Linked DNA regions of Gossypium hirsutum: region 2 is linked to region 1. A link is a contact called in public Hi-C data. All regions are on one chromosome and are shown on one strand. The core of a region is the stretch at or near the end of the contact, and the rest is flanking DNA. Distances in the headings are between cores, read along the strand shown. Region 1 holds the start of LOC107920531 (GDP-mannose 4,6 dehydratase 2). Region 2 holds the start of LOC107926927 (kinesin-like protein KIN-7H).

What was found. A called contact is a pair of places that touch in the nucleus more often than the background predicts.
Region 2: a contact with region 1 is called in a Hi-C map of leaf, with 4 times the contacts expected there. The contact joins the promoter of LOC107926927 here to the promoter of LOC107920531 in region 1. A contact is called at or near these places in 18 of 34 Hi-C or Micro-C datasets (anther, callus, fibers and 4 more).

What each region holds. Positions count from the first base shown.
Region 1 is chrA12:14,020,245-14,028,063 of Gossypium_hirsutum_v2.1, forward strand. LOC107920531 (GDP-mannose 4,6 dehydratase 2) reads left to right here and starts at 4,822. Exons shown (of 1, transcript XM_016850282.2): 1 at 4,822-5,965. The coding sequence starts at 4,822. The coding sequence ends at 5,910. LOC107926901 reads right to left here. Exons shown (of 6, transcript XM_016857852.2): 4 at 6,741-6,829; 5 at 6,443-6,554; 6 at 6,065-6,367. The coding sequence ends at 6,186. It overlaps LOC107926889 (peptide methionine sulfoxide reductase A5), which reads left to right and starts at 733. Exons shown (of 4, transcript XM_016857843.2): 1 at 733-1,080; 2 at 1,166-1,278; 3 at 1,376-1,520; 4 at 2,331-2,512. The coding sequence starts at 784. The coding sequence ends at 2,417.
Region 2 is chrA12:14,163,381-14,171,199 of Gossypium_hirsutum_v2.1, forward strand. It overlaps LOC107926927 (kinesin-like protein KIN-7H), which reads right to left and starts at 3,946. Exons shown (of 14, transcript XM_041083993.1): 1 at 3,468-3,946; 2 at 2,718-2,959; 3 at 2,483-2,572; 4 at 2,304-2,404; 5 at 2,094-2,207; 6 at 1,939-2,020; 7 at 1,792-1,859; 8 at 1,618-1,683; 9 at 1,403-1,527; 10 at 980-1,316; 11 at 684-803; 12 at 1-589. The coding sequence starts at 2,928.

The DNA of each region.
Region 1 (7,819 bases), core at 3,572-6,071:
TTGGAAAGGTTAAAAATATCATTTTTTTAAAACTGGATCAAAATACAATTTTGGAAGATACTTAAAAAGGATTTTAAAAAGTGTAAAAAGAAAATGTTGAATGTGCCAAAATACATTGAATTAAGGATATTTCATTTAAAAGACATTCCAACAAACTCACAAACATAACCTAATAGAACTTGTTCATATTACGAGGGATTGAAATAATCTAGAACTTAAAAACTCATTTTTGTTTCCTTATTTTCCTAAATAGCTTAGGTCTATGTTTGAGATACTATAGTGATTTTTTTTTTAATTTATAACAATGTAACTCAATTCTTTCAACAGCTGTTGGTGAATTTTTTCCTTACTTCAAATTATGTAATTAGCACGATTAGATCATCAATCTTGGTTCTTCTTTACATAATTCATCTAAATTTTTGTTTATTGTTTATTTATTTTAATCTCTGAATTATTGATCCTAGTTTCAGATTTTATTCATCCTTAAATTCCATCTTGTCCTAAGCTTAATCATGCTCTCAAAACTCAAAGATCTTTCTTTCAACTTCTTAAAGTCAAATTCTTTGTTAGAATCTTTGAAACATAAATAGGTGGAGTCGATGAAATTTTGAAATAAAATGGACTTTGTAATGGGCCAAGTCCAAAGACTCTCTAGGTGAGAGTTGATCCTCGGCCTGTCAAAGTTGAGCCCAATTTTTGCATGTCTAGTGTCCATGGTTACTTGATCGACCCGCAATTTCCCTCTTTCATTCTCGTTGTTTCCATTACACGATCTCGGAAGAAATGGCTTCCGCGGATAGCAATCTCCTTATCCTCAATTTCCTAACCTTGGCTTCATTGTCCCTATTCTATGCCGACAAAGCTTTTTGTATTCGGATTCCAGATCGGGCCTCCACCACGCCTCGGGAACTGTCAGATCAGTCTCTGAAAACCGCGGTTTTTGCCCTCGGTAGTTTCTGGAGATCGGAAGCTGTCTTCGGGTGCTTAAACGGTGTCGTTCGAACTACTTCTGGTTATGCTGGCGGATCCAAAATCAATCCCGAATACAGAAGCTTAGGTGACCACGCCGAGTCTGTAATGGTCCGTTATTTCTCTTCCACTCCTTTTAAATTATCTTGTTTTGGGAAATGATTGTTGTGAATAAGGGTATGTGAATGGTGAACAGGTTGAATATGATCCCAAGGAGATTAATTTCAGGCTACTTCTGGAGGTTTTTTGGTCTAGCCATGACCCAAGACAGGTTTTTGGCCAAGGTCCTGATGTAGGTCCCCAGTACAGGTAACCATCATGACCAGAAAATAAGAGAAAAGAACCCATATTACTACTTCATTTTCCTACTTTTTGATGACGAGCTTCCGTATCTCAATTCAACCAGGTCTATTATTTTTACGAATGGGACTGAAGAGGCTAGATTAGCTGCCATGAGCAAAGAAAGGGAGCAAACCAAGTCGCGGAGCAGCATTTTGACAACCCAAATTCAACAACTTGAATCATTTTATCCGGCAGAACCTGAACATCAGGTGAGGGTGTCTGAGTATTCTTTGTCATATCTTATGATCCACAAGCTTCTTTTAGTCTTCAGTTTGTGTTGAATTTGTTAGATTTAATTGAAATCGGACCTGATTTAATATGTTGGTCCCATCAGATGCTTGTCTAGCTTTTTATTATTAGGAGCCTCCTAGTAATTATGGAGAACTAATGTGCATGAAAATTTTAATCCAATCAAATTAGCAACCAAATTAGTGACCGGGTTTTCTATGTCCATATGAATTTGGATGATGGGAAACAAATATTATAGCCTTTTTGATAGATTTAGAAGGTCAAAGGAGTTGCTCTCATAGGTAAATGAGTGACTGGTATGTTGGTTCAATGTGCAGAAATTTGAGCTCAAACGCCACCCGATGCTTCTACAGCTGATAGGAAACCTGCCTGAAGATGAACTTGAGGTGTCTAACCTAGCAGCAAAACTTAACGGTTATGCTGCGGAGCTTTGCCCTCAAAGGATTCAAAAGCAGATTGATGCAAAGATCAATGGAATTATTAGGAGGGGTTGGCCTGTTTTAAGAGATGTATAGCTGAGACCATTGGAGTTGTGCTTCAGATGAATGAAATCAGTATGTGCCTTTTTGGGGCTGAGCGACTCGATTTTGTGGGTTTTTTAACCTTAGATGAGCTTAGCATAGATTTGATTGTTTGGATGGTTAATTAAGTCGAATATTATAGTAATTCGCAGAGTAAAGCCTTCATTTTCGATGTATTAATTGTTGACTCTATTTCGTAAGCATAGAAATAGCTCATCAAAAGCTTTTCTTGTTTTGTTTTATTTGCAGTGTAATTCCCTTGCTATTCATGTCAAAAGGTTAGTTATTCTTATTGATGTAAAGTCAAATTTAAGTAAATTTACTTTATCAGTTTAGGGTTTTAATATACATGCTATTAGTTCAGTGTGTTGGGAAATTGTATCCAAGAATATTCTGAAATTACACGACAATGACATAAATGCTTGGGACAAGTTGTTGAGGCATTAAATTCTATGTTTTTAGGGTCAGTCTCAATAATTATGTAGACCAGGGTCGTTTGATGCAATAACCTCACTTCGGTTCACAGGCAAAAAATTGCTCCATTGGAATAGAAAAATTCCTCCATTGGAATAGTCATTCTTTTTTCCTTTATAACCTTTCCTATACCATTTTTTCATTCTCTTAGTACTTAAAGCTTCCAACATTCTGCCAGTTAGGCTCTTAATTGAAACTACCATTCAGGTAAATGCAATTCAACCCCTGAAAGCAACCCTTGAGCAGCTTGTCTAGCTCGGTGTTGCATGTATGTCCAGCTTGTACTTGCTGTGAACGGAATGAGGATCCTGGCCTGTCCTTCAGCATTCTGATATCTGAGAGCAGAGTTTCATATTTCCAGTGTCTCACTTGATTGCTTCCTTGTTGCAGTTGACAGAAGTTGTCTTCACCTGTGTTGATCTTCGTGAATAAGTATCTCCTGTAGGAGGTGTAGTTTAGCAAGGTTCTCGTCATGTGTTTCCAAGCAGTTAGCATAAGAAGTTAAAATAAGTGTTGTCAATAGCATAAATGCAGTAAGCTAAACAATATCCAGAGTGGGCTTTCATCCATGACAGGAAGATTTCCAACTCCTCAGTTGGAGTAAACTGGATGTCATTGGAGGTGTTGATGCGCGCACCAAAGCTCAAATTCCAGCTCATTCAAGTGATGGACTTAATTACAAGATCAAAGACCAAGCAATCTGAGCTAAATTGATTGTGTTCGTGCAAGAATTCGTGACTTAAGGGATGGAGTTCGAGCTTAAAGGCCATCAAGATTTCGAATTTTGGTTCCAAGAAAATCAATAAACCAAATCTTAGACAAATATCAACAGATTTCAATTCTTGAAAATCTTAATTCAAGAACGTGAATATTGGCCATGAACGAGCTTGGAGGATCTTAACTTGCATCAACAAGCTGGAATTTTAAAGCCCATCACCCTTGTTTCACTATATACCTTCTTTAGTCAATAGTCCCGCATTTAAAGTATATCATTCCCTCTTTTACTTTGTATAGCAAGACATGCATACAATGCAAATAGGATATTTGGGGTTCCAATTGAATACCCTGACACGTATTGTGCTAATAGCGCATCAATGCAAACACCCTGAAAAAATGGTTACCGTGTACTTGTGTGCCATCCTATAAGACATATTTCGTTATCTTCAATAAATAAATGTGTACATTCATGGTATGCCTTAATTATTCTATTTAGTCTATTAAAGCAATTTTTAATCACTTGAGCACTTCAAAGGTTCATATAGTAATCACTTTTCAAACTTTTTAAAAGCTTATTGAGCAATTTCCATTAACACTCAATAATCATTTCATATATTCACTTATTAAGATTAAATCACTTCTCGACATAGTTTACATAATCACATCTATTTGTACAATTTTACTTTTACACTTAGCCATAATTCACTTGGTACCAATAGTGACCATTTATCATTCTCAAGCACAAACCACTATACTCTACACATTTTACTCAAATTTCCACTTTTGTTATATTTTTGTTCGACTACTCTATCTAATATACTTCGAAACTATGGGTCTAAAATAGAGAAGACATGTCTTGAGACATGACTTCATTATCTTGAGCCAAAACCTTCCATTTTGATAATTTGAATTATGATTCGTATCGTGACTCTATGTTTGACTTCATATGACCCTAGATTATTGTGTGGGCCCATTTGATCTCACATATAAGTATTTCATTTGTATAACGTGAAACTTATGAATTATACCACATTTATTGGTTTGTTTTCAACCAAAATGAATGAAAATAGTTTGTGTTGCTCCAACAACGAAATGTGACAATCACCATTTGAATCGAGTGTAGAGGGTACTAATCTTTAACGATTTAACTTTATCGTTTTAATTAAAACTTTATATAAATTTTCCGTAAATATAATTTCTACATATATGTTATAATCTAATTATATATAAAAGTTGTGTATTTAAATTTAACTTATATTTTGTACATATGAAATTGATTTTATCTAAATGATTGAGGAGGAGAATTATAAATCTAAAACAAAAATAGAAATAGTTTTGGCTCAAAAAAATATATAATATTAATAAAAAAGAAAAACATATATAGACGGTTTAAAATGGATCATATTCTAGCTAACCTCGCAAGGATATTGTAATTGACCATTGTATCCTGATCCTCTTTCTCCCCTACCAAACCAGCCCACTTATCGCTAAAACCACTGAAACTCAGAAACCCTGTCTTCTTCCCTTTTTATCTATTTTGAACTCCAAAATGGCGAGCGAAAATGAGAGTTCCAGGGGCGACGCAATTTCTGGCCGCAGGATCGCGTTGATCACTGGCATCACCGGTCAAGATGGCTCATACCTCACCGAGTTCCTCCTCAACAAAGGTTACGAAGTCCATGGCTTGATCCGCCGCTCTTCCAACTTCAACACGCAGCGGATTAACCACATCTACATCGACCCCCACAACGCCCACAAGGCTCGGATGAAGCTCCATTACGCTGACCTCACCGACGCTTCCTCTCTTCGTCGTTGGCTCGACACTATCCGACCCGATGAAGTTTACAATCTGGCTGCCCAATCCCACGTAGCCGTCTCTTTTGAAATCCCTGATTACACTGCCGACGTGGTGGCTACGGGAGCCCTCCGTTTGTTGGAAGCCGTTCGATCCCATATTGCCGACACGGGTCGGACCCATATCAAGTATTACCAAGCTGGATCGTCAGAAATGTTCGGATCCACTCCTCCGCCTCAATCTGAAGCTTCCCCGTTTCACCCCAGATCTCCATACGCGGCTTCCAAATGCGCTGCGCATTGGTACACTGTCAATTACAGGGAAGCGTACGGGATTTTCGCCTGTAATGGAATTCTGTTTAATCACGAGTCGCCGCGGAGAGGAGAGAATTTCGTGACCCGGAAAATTACTCGGGCCGTTGGCAGGATAAAGATTGGGTTACAGAGCCAGTTGTTTTTGGGGAATCTACAAGCTTCTAGGGACTGGGGTTTTGCCGGGGATTACGTGGAAGCTATGTGGATGATGCTGCAACAAGAGAAGCCCGACGATTACGTGGTGGCAACGGAGGAGTCACATACGGTGGAGGAGTTTCTAGAAGTGGCATTCAGTTATGTTGGGTTGAAGTGGAAAGATCATGTGGTGATTGATAAGAGGTATTTTAGGCCGGCCGAGGTGGATAATTTGAAAGGTGATTCAAGAAAAGCAAGAAAGGTTCTTGGGTGGAAACCCAGAGTTGGGTTTGAGCAGTTGGTGAAGATGATGGTTGATGAAGATATTGAGATGGCTAAGAGAGAGAAAGTGTTAGTTGATGCTGGTTACATGGATGCCCAGCAACAACCTTAATTTAGAGCCTTTTACAGATTTTCTACTTGCATGATATAGAAGATATTATTTCATATGACGTTTGATTTAAGTCTTTATGTTGTTTGGTTCATTCATTTCATTATTAAGCTTGAATCTTGTGATTTGTGACGGAATGTTAGTATGGAGCACAAAATAAACATCAATCTCAATGAAGAAAGAATTAAGGGTAAAAGAATGTCAGTTATTTACAGATGAGATTAAAAAGAAAAAAAAATGTTAGTCTAATTGGGAGAATGTGGACGTTGAAGTTCGACTCATAGGTTTACCTTACCTGAAGATAAGCTAGTCGAGTTTGAAGTGGAAACTGCAAATGGCTTGATAGATCGAAGAGGTTCAGGTCCCCCTGAGGCTATTCTGTTGCACAGTGGCTCATAATTGCTGAGGACCTCAGTTAACCTTTCTTTAAGCTCCCCAAGCTCCACTTGCAATGTATGAACTACACGAATTATACAAGAGTAGCTTAATCAGATTCTACACACACTCTTATTATTCAGTACAAAAGTTGAATTACCTTCTGCTAAATGTTGTGAAGCAGTCTTCATTGTGGAAACTGAGTGGTTTAAACTTTGGAGAAGTTTAACTGTCAAAGCGTCAGCGACTTCTATTTTGTATTCTATATCCTCCTGCAATGATTTTGTCCAAATGACTATGTACACCATAATTGTTATAAATTCAAGCAACAGCAAACTACTAATCGGATCTTAAGTTTATTGGAATGTGATAATAATAACCCACAGCAGAACTAACCCACCCATGCGACTGCAACAATTGTTCTCCAACTCACAAAATTTATCAAGGGGATGGCACACCTGCTTCTTGCAAATCGTTTGAGCCTTCTCCTCTTGCCAATCACGGTACGCTGATAACAGCTCCAGGAACACCTTTGGATTTACAGCAGCTATTTTGATAGTCAATAAAGAATAAGTTGTAACAACAACACAACAATATTAGAATATTGTAGCACTTCAAGATCATATTAACCAGTTGCAGCCCAATGTACAGGTGCATAACTTTGTGATTAAACAGTATTCTGTGCACTATTGTTATGTTCATCTTCTCTTTCTGAACTGATAGTAAGCAAATAAAAAAAGAAAAGAAAGTGAATAAAAAGCCTTCAATGCATGTAAACTCAAGAAACTTAACATGCTAATCTAATGGGACCTAAACTGGGATTGGCGCAGCTTATATTAACAATAAAAAGCGTTTGGTTCAAGGAATCTTACATCCCCGTGTAAGATTCTGGAATAACATTCAACTGTTTAGATTCCGAAAATTACGTAATTTAAGATTCCTAAGGAATGTTATTTCTACATATCATTTTACCCTTAAACTATAACTTTATCCCCTAAATTAATATATGCACTGTAATTGTTTTTAATTATTAACAAACGTAATATAATCATTTTCAAGTTAAGATTCAGATTTGGGTTCAAGTATTTGCAACTCATTTTTAATTTGCCAAACCTAATTCATTTACTTAATCTTAATCTTTTTCCTTTCTTTTAAAAAAGTTTTTACCAAATTAAAAGTTAATAACTAAGTCATTTTGCCTCTTTTCATTACATGTTATACACCATTTCTTAAATATTTTACTTTCATCATAAAAAAATATTTTAATTTTGACATCTCTTGAGCAAAATATAAATTACAATAAGAAAAAAAAAATCAAAACAAAGTTAAAATTTATCTGTATTTAAGATATAAACTCAATCCCTTTACAACCTAATGCCATATGATAATGACAACCTTAATTATATTACATTTTGTCAATTATATTACCTTAATTTCCAATTAGTTATTATTATAAGTGTGTGTTTTTAATTAACTTGAACTATGTTCATCTTATTTATAATTAAAGACAATTTAGTAAAATATGCTTTTAAGTAAT
Region 2 (7,819 bases), core at 2,696-5,195, 140 kb after region 1:
TAGTTAATTTCAAGCTTCTACAGCTAGATATTTCTTCTTTTAGCTGCCATAAACATGATTTTTCAGGAGATGGAAAAGCAATATCTGGGTGGTTGTTACTGCTTTTCAATTGGAGTGACACGGATTGTCGCTTTGATCTATTTTCATTGCCAACATCCATCAATCCGGAAATAGCTCTGTTTTCTCTTAGAGATGACCTATTATAGTTTTGGTAGTTCTTTGGGCTAGATTCTGACAAATTTGAGTCTGAATATCTATTCATACTTGACCTTCCCGAGTCAATGCATCGAACTTCCTTGCAAAGTGCCTCTGAATTTTCATCAACAAGTTCATCATTCTCCTCCTGGGGCATATTGCTTCCAACAAAATCAGGAATTTTAGGTGATAGCTGCGGAGAGGAACTGGGATGTGGTATATTCAATTTAAAGTCAGAAAGCTGGAGGAAGCTCTCTTCAGAACTGCAGCTTTGTCTATCTGAAGGGGTGAAGGATCTAGCACCAACGGCCATGACAGGTGTACCAATGGTTGAATGTTCAAAGTCCCACGAATTTTGCAGTCTCAGTTTAGGGTAATGAGGATCTGGACCTGCCTGATGGAGGAGGACATGTAGAACTAGAAGTTAAACTTTGTATGTAGAAGTGAACTTAAAAGAAGCATCAAATGCTGTAGTAATTCACACAAACCCATATTTTCACTGGTTTTTCATCTTCAGGACTTTCATTGGTTACCGCTTGTCGCAGATTCTCAACCTCAGACCTAGCAAGTTCTCTTTGCTGTTTCAGTGTGGCCACATCTTTCTTTAGCTGCATGAAGCATGCAGGTAAAGTGAATAATTCATTATTTTATCTATATTCTTGAAATAAGGATGAATTTGAAATTTTGCCAGCTAAAAACTATTTTGTAAGAAATATCCACCAGCCAGGCTTCTAAAACTATTCAATGAGTGATGCAAGAGACTGAAGAACAATGCAACTTGAACCTTTTCAATCTCGAGGTCTTTCTCTCTTAGCAATGCAGCAGAATCAGAGGAAATCGAAGTTGTTCTTGCACTTCTCAGCTCGTTCTCTAGTCTAGCCAATTCTCTTTGCAGTTGTTTCACTAATGCTTTATCCGACATGACCACATTGACTTGTGCATTGGTAGTCACTTCTTTAGCACAACTTGCAAATAAGAGGGTGTTTCTCGATTGTTCAACATGACTTCTTGCTGGACTCATGGTACAAATGATAGCAGTTCTAGCATTGCCTCCTAAGGAAGACTGAAGTATACGGGTCAGCTTTGAATCTCTGAACGGAATATGCCCATTTCTTCCCTTGCTGCAGTCAAATATAAGTTTATAAGACAATATGGTAATGATTACTTGGTTCAATATATAATATATACAAAATTTTAATAAGCTAACCTCAGCTTACGGATAACAGTTCCAAGCGTTAATAAACTGCGATTTATATGGCAACCTTCTTTCAGCCTAGCACCAGCTGATAATGTCTGAGATGCACGCTCACTTCCTGCAAGATCAACAAAATTCTAGACAATAAAAGAATGAGAACATAAGTTTCTTTCCCAATATCTGTTGTAACAACAAATCCTTGACTGAAAAGTATATATTGTTCATACCACAGTGGCTGCAAGGGTACTTGATTTTCCATTGCCTAAAAATTCTCGTGCAGAACTTTCTATCATCTGATGAGTGACATAACCACATGAATAAAGATTAATAACTAAAATAGAATATAATCATTGTCAAGTGAACAATATCTTGAAGTTTCGCAATGAAACAGACAACATTACCACTCTCAAAATTTGATGTGATCTAGAGCTTGTCTCGTTCAAAGAAGTCTCGCCTATCTGTCTTTGAGCTGCCGATGTGCACCAAGACATGCTTAAAAATACAGTCATGAGCGAGTTAAAGGGAGACTGGTTGAGACAATTTGTTACCTTCACACACAGATAGAAGCTGTTTAAAATGATTCCAGTCCTGCAGTGTTTCTTCGGTGAGTTTCTCAACAACGGTCCCTCTCTATCAAATTAGCTCTGTTAGTGAGATAGTCCATAAGATAACTAGTTCCTTACAAACAAATGACTGAACTCACTTCTGGATCATCTAGAAGCCTAAGGGGAGTGCTGTCTGCACTAAGGAGGTCTCTGACAGATTCATTATAAATCTCCATAGCTGAGAACTTCAGGATAAACTCTCTTTCCTTGTGCTACAGAAAAAGTACAGTTTGTTTTTAGTCAAAGGGAGACACACAATGGAAAAGAAAAACTAGGAGTGAGCAACAAAACTGTTGCATCTTCATTACCCTTTGTATGTAGTCATATATATCTGTCATGGCATACTCGGTAATTCCAATCATCGTATATGTCTTTCCGCTGCTTGTTTGTCCATAGGCAAAAACACTCGCTGAAAAATAGTTAAATGTTAAAGAATTGAGAGAGGAGATCAGGAAGGTATGGGGAGTCTAAAAAGAGATGCACTCACAGTTTATACCACTGACAACTGAAATAGCAACTGCCTTTGCTCCTGCTTCATACACTTGCTGGTTGGGGCAATCAGGGCTAAAAACTCGGTCTAAAATCGGCAGACGACCCATGAAATGAAAAGAGTATCACTATTAGAAAATGCTGGTCTCATCTCCATACATGATAAAAATGCCAATAAATGATAGACTGAGGAATGCAATCAAACATACAAGAACTGAAATCTGAACTCTTACCAAAAGTATAGGCAGTTGGGTACATTGATCTCTCGGAAACCGAAAGGCTGTTCCGGTATATAATTGTGTTATCATTGATGCATTCCCAGTCTGATACATCGTGCCTAGCTATTTCCTTGTAATTGAGAGGGCGTAAACGAACCGAAACGAAAATTCTTTCCTTGCAGCCTGCTGGCTCTTGCATTTGCTCTTCTCCACCATCCATCCCCATCTCTCAACTGCACTCACCAAAATTCAAATTGCTACAAATAATACCATCAAAACATCAGCAACGCTTGCTTCTTTACTTAAGCTCCCTATCACTAATTCAAACGGTTTGACAATGAAGCTTCTGTTGGTATAAGGACCACCCAACATCATTGTCCGAAATCAACAAACTAATCATGGGTTAGTGCTAAATTCACCCAACATTTGTTTTTCTTCAGTAACTTGTCTTAACCCAGAAACCACACCGCCCCTTGTCAATGTAAACACAAATTATTGGTGAAAAGAAATTGTGCCCTTTATCACCGGCTACAATAATTCTTTAAGTCAACAGCCATTCGGCCAGACTACTTAATTAGAGTTTTTAATTAATACAAGACTTTGGACTGTTCTAAGACACAAGACTTTGGATTGTTCCAAGATGGTCTCTAATTACAGACTGTCAAAGTCAGATTCTCACACTATTTAAAAACAGAATCTTTTGAATTTAATATAAAAGAAAAAGAAATTAAAATTAAAATAGTTTGAGAAATAAGAAGTTTTTACCTTGGGATTGAAGGGTGTTTCAAGGAATGTTTTGATATTTCCCTCAAATTCCAAATGCAGAGCTAAAGAAACAAAATTGAATATCCTTTCTGCACACACAGAATTACAGCACAAGTTCAACTCTTTTTCTTACTTCAAACTTCAAACAGCTTTCATACCAGGCTGCATTTGCATGCAAACAAAAGAAAAAAGGAAATTTCTATGACAGAAATTTTTTAAAAAATAAAGCAAACAGAGAGTGAAAGAGAAGGAAATTCATGATGTTTAATTCTCTTAAGAGGGAAGTTGGGGTTTTTAATGCAAAAAAGTTTGTGAGATATTGATGCGGTTATGGCGTCTGCTTCTTTGTTTGATTGTTAGTTGATTTTGGAGGCTGCTCTTAAGGTGAAAACATAATTAATCTTTGAATTAAAACCAAATGAAAAATGCTTTTTCATAACAGAAGAAGGTGATGAGTATGCAGTTTTGGCCATTAAAGCAAAAATAAAGCTGTACCTAATTTGCTTAGCAACCAAGCCTTGTTACTCATTGCATTAAATTATTGCTCAAGGGTTCCAGATAAAACTAGCTTTTCTAAACCAAAAAGAAAAAAGTTATTATAAAATGAATCTAAATTAGATTCCCATCTTTGAGTAAGTGCTAAAGTATATGATTCACGAAGGTTGATGGGTTCAAATATGGTACTTAACCTGCACATGGCAGGGTTTTATTTTTCCTTTTATGTTCTTTCTACAATAAACATTTTTCCATAAAAATGGCAGTAAAAACACAAAGCATCATGTTTTAGTCATCTCTACCAGTTTGAGATTTAAGTGTTGGAGAATTATAGATAAAAGCAGGAATTATATTTAATTTATATAGGAAAAGTCTTCACTTATTTGCTGACTTTTTAGTCTAATGTATTTATTGTCATTGGGATTTTCCTTCCATGCAAAACACAGAGGCAAACAAAAGCTGCTAAAGACAGATAGAATGCAGGGGGACCCCTTTGACCAAAACCCAAAGATTAATAATTGCAGCATCCCCAACCCATGTGGTGAGAAAAGCCATTGCTTAGCATATTCCACTCCTCCAAAGACGAATGGAGGCCCATGCATATGCTTGTGTTTCTGAAATAATTTGTTGGCAAAGAACCTTAAATTTGGTATACCAAATGTCATTATTATATAATTTGTAAGATTTGTGTTCTTAAAAAATTAGATTACATGCATGTGCTATTCCCATTTTTATTCCCTCAACACAATGCCTTATCTCTCTCTAAGAAAGAAAGTTGAAAATAATTTCTTTTCTGGGTACAATTACAAGAATAGAGCATTCATTTATTTCTTCTTTTTTGCTTTTGTAGCACATGGTTTCAATATTATTGAATTAGGTGTATGGATATATGTTTTCTTTTCATATTATCCTGTTCCTTGAAATGCAAATAAACCCAACCAACATTGTTTCAAACATATGGGTCCGAATGTTGTATAAAAGGCTTTGGTTCGTTCAAATGAAATAAAGTTGGAATTAAATAGATATTGGATTTGAAAAGAGATGAAATATGAATAGCTATAAATTATTTTGATAATATACTTCAATACATTCAAATTTATATTTTTTTTATGCATTTTTAGATAGCACTTTTGTACTTTAATATGACTTGGAAACCACCAGAAATGGTTAAAACTTGCTTGTAATTATGTAACCTAACCAATTAATGATAAACAGCCGTATGTTTGTGAAGATTAAATAAAGCAATGACTAGTTGTTAGATATTTAAATTAATCTGATTTAGCTTCCGAATAATATTTTCAGAAGTCCTTTCAAATAGTGAGGACAAGATGGTGATTGTTTGCTAGTTTATCAAAATCACATTCATATTTGATTAGTAGCATCCATCTTTTGCTTTGAAAACATTGTAACAACCATATAAGTTTGGCAACAATTCTTTCTTAGTAACTGGGTTACCATTGTCATTATTTTATCCCGAAAACCAAAGAATAAAGATGGCCATGAAGTATCGTTCAAGTCTTGCATTGCATCTAAATTTTGAAAATGGGGTCTTCAACCTCTATAATATTGTGATTCAATCCATTGTTTCGGATCTGTCTTGATTTGCTTTTGTTTTTTAGCTTCTTGTTGCTTGTATTTCCTTTTGTTTTTTGGCATATCAGTCAAAGAAAAATATCACAGTAAATAGAAGATGTAGAGGTACTCAATCATGTGGGGTTCATTGGCTACAAAGATTGGTACATATCAGTCTGTTTTGGTTTCAATATTTGGTGCATAACATATGAAGTGAGCCCCCAAGCCCTAGCCTGGCAAATGGTAATGGTGCCTGAATTTGGAGGGCATTTCAAATAAGGTTTTTGTGGTGCGCGTTAAACCCTTGACTACTTCACTACATCACATCTCTCCTTCATTTTATAGTTTCTTATGTGGTCTAGTATAACTTCGTTTATATTCACAAATTTTTTTTAAATATGCCAACTGAATTTTAGTTTGATTGGCGTTGATATCGTTATCAAAGAAGGAGAACATAGATTTAAACGCGTTAAGGTGTATTTATTCTTCTATTTAAAAAAAAATTATGAATAATTAAAAATCTTTCTAAACTTGTAGACTCAATAAATAAAACAACATATTTTTTTTATGGAATAAATTAATAGATATATGTGTAATATGATTATAGAATATTATAGAGGAGGATTTTGGATTTAATAAAGGAAAACATAAAATAAAGATGTGATGACAAGTGTCAATATTTCTATGAAAGAGAGTAGAATCCCTATTTCTTAAATGATTAATTCCAGCATGAAGGCCTGGGACAACGGTGATGTGAATTAGGTTGATGATCAATATTAGTAAATATATATATATAATTAAAGAAAAAGAGAGAGCTACATAACATGCAATTAGTGGAACAGGTAGCCCTTATAGTTTTCAACTTGGGTGAGACATAAAGGTGGGTTTAATTCGTTTGCACATGCTAATCCAACCAATAATTACATAGGTGACGTTTCTCCAAATTATTACTACAAACTTCACATCACTCACTTTCCAACTTCACTTTGTATTAAATTATAAAGTGAAAATTTAAATGTTAATATATAATATTATAATTTTTTATATTACACTTACATTTAAAATTTAGTCCTTTATTTTTATATTCAAGAATTTAGTATTTTAAATTTAAAAATTAAAATTTAATTGTTACCCGTGTTAAAATTATTCTGTTGAATTTATTGATATGATATTTTGAAATTTTAAAAAAAAATTCACTTGTTTGTAATGAACAATAAAAATAACATTGAAAATATTTATATAGATTTTTTTTAAAAAAAGACAAATAAGAACTCATCATAATAAAATATTTTTTTGTGGGAATAGTATTTTTATGGAAAATTGGCGTCAATATTTTAATTGAAATAGTTAACAATATTAACTATTTAGGTATTACAAAAATAGATGGATCAATTTATATTAAGAATTAAAATATATAGATTAAATATCAAGTTTTAAAATAATATAGGGGTCAAAATTAAAATTTGACAATTGTCTTATAATATAAAAGAAAAAAAAGAAGAATAAGGCAAACCCGAAAGACATAAAAGGTCATGTGTCACCCACCAATTCTCTTAGTATTCAAATTATATATAATAACATAACCTTTTAATAAAAAAATTAATAAAAACAACTATTTAAACTAATTAAAAATTAAATCTTCAATTTAAATATAATAAAAAAATCAAAATTAAAATTTAACTCTTTTGTATAACGTTAGGAAGGAAAGAACACCATACCCAGGTCCCACGTGTCAACACAAGGAAGGCCTTTACATTTTCCTTTAACACATACAAGTATTGTTTCTCTCTTCTCCCGGAAATGTTTCATTAAAAATCAAATTTATTAAACAATTTCGTAACTATAAAAATATTAATAAAATTACTAATAATTACATTTGTATACTTTTTCTTATTTTCTAAATTATAAATATAATTCTAATTGTATTAAATTAACTTTTAAATCATTACCGATTTTAAATTATACAATAAATTTCAATCATTCGCTATTTATTGTTATCATAAAATATATAATTCTTACTCTCTCTATTTTATGTATAGATAAAAAATAAAAATAAATGTTACATTTAGTAATATTATCATAATATCTCCCCAATTTTCTACACTTGTACAATTAAAAATAGAATATTTCATTAATTAAATTCTTAAAAATGTTAGAATTTATCAATTTATTTTTGGAAAGAAGTTTAAGTTCAAATAATAATTTTAAATATATAAATTGGATATTCAATTTAAATATCAATTTTTTATGGGTAATTCAAATGTTAGTAATAAATTCAAATATCT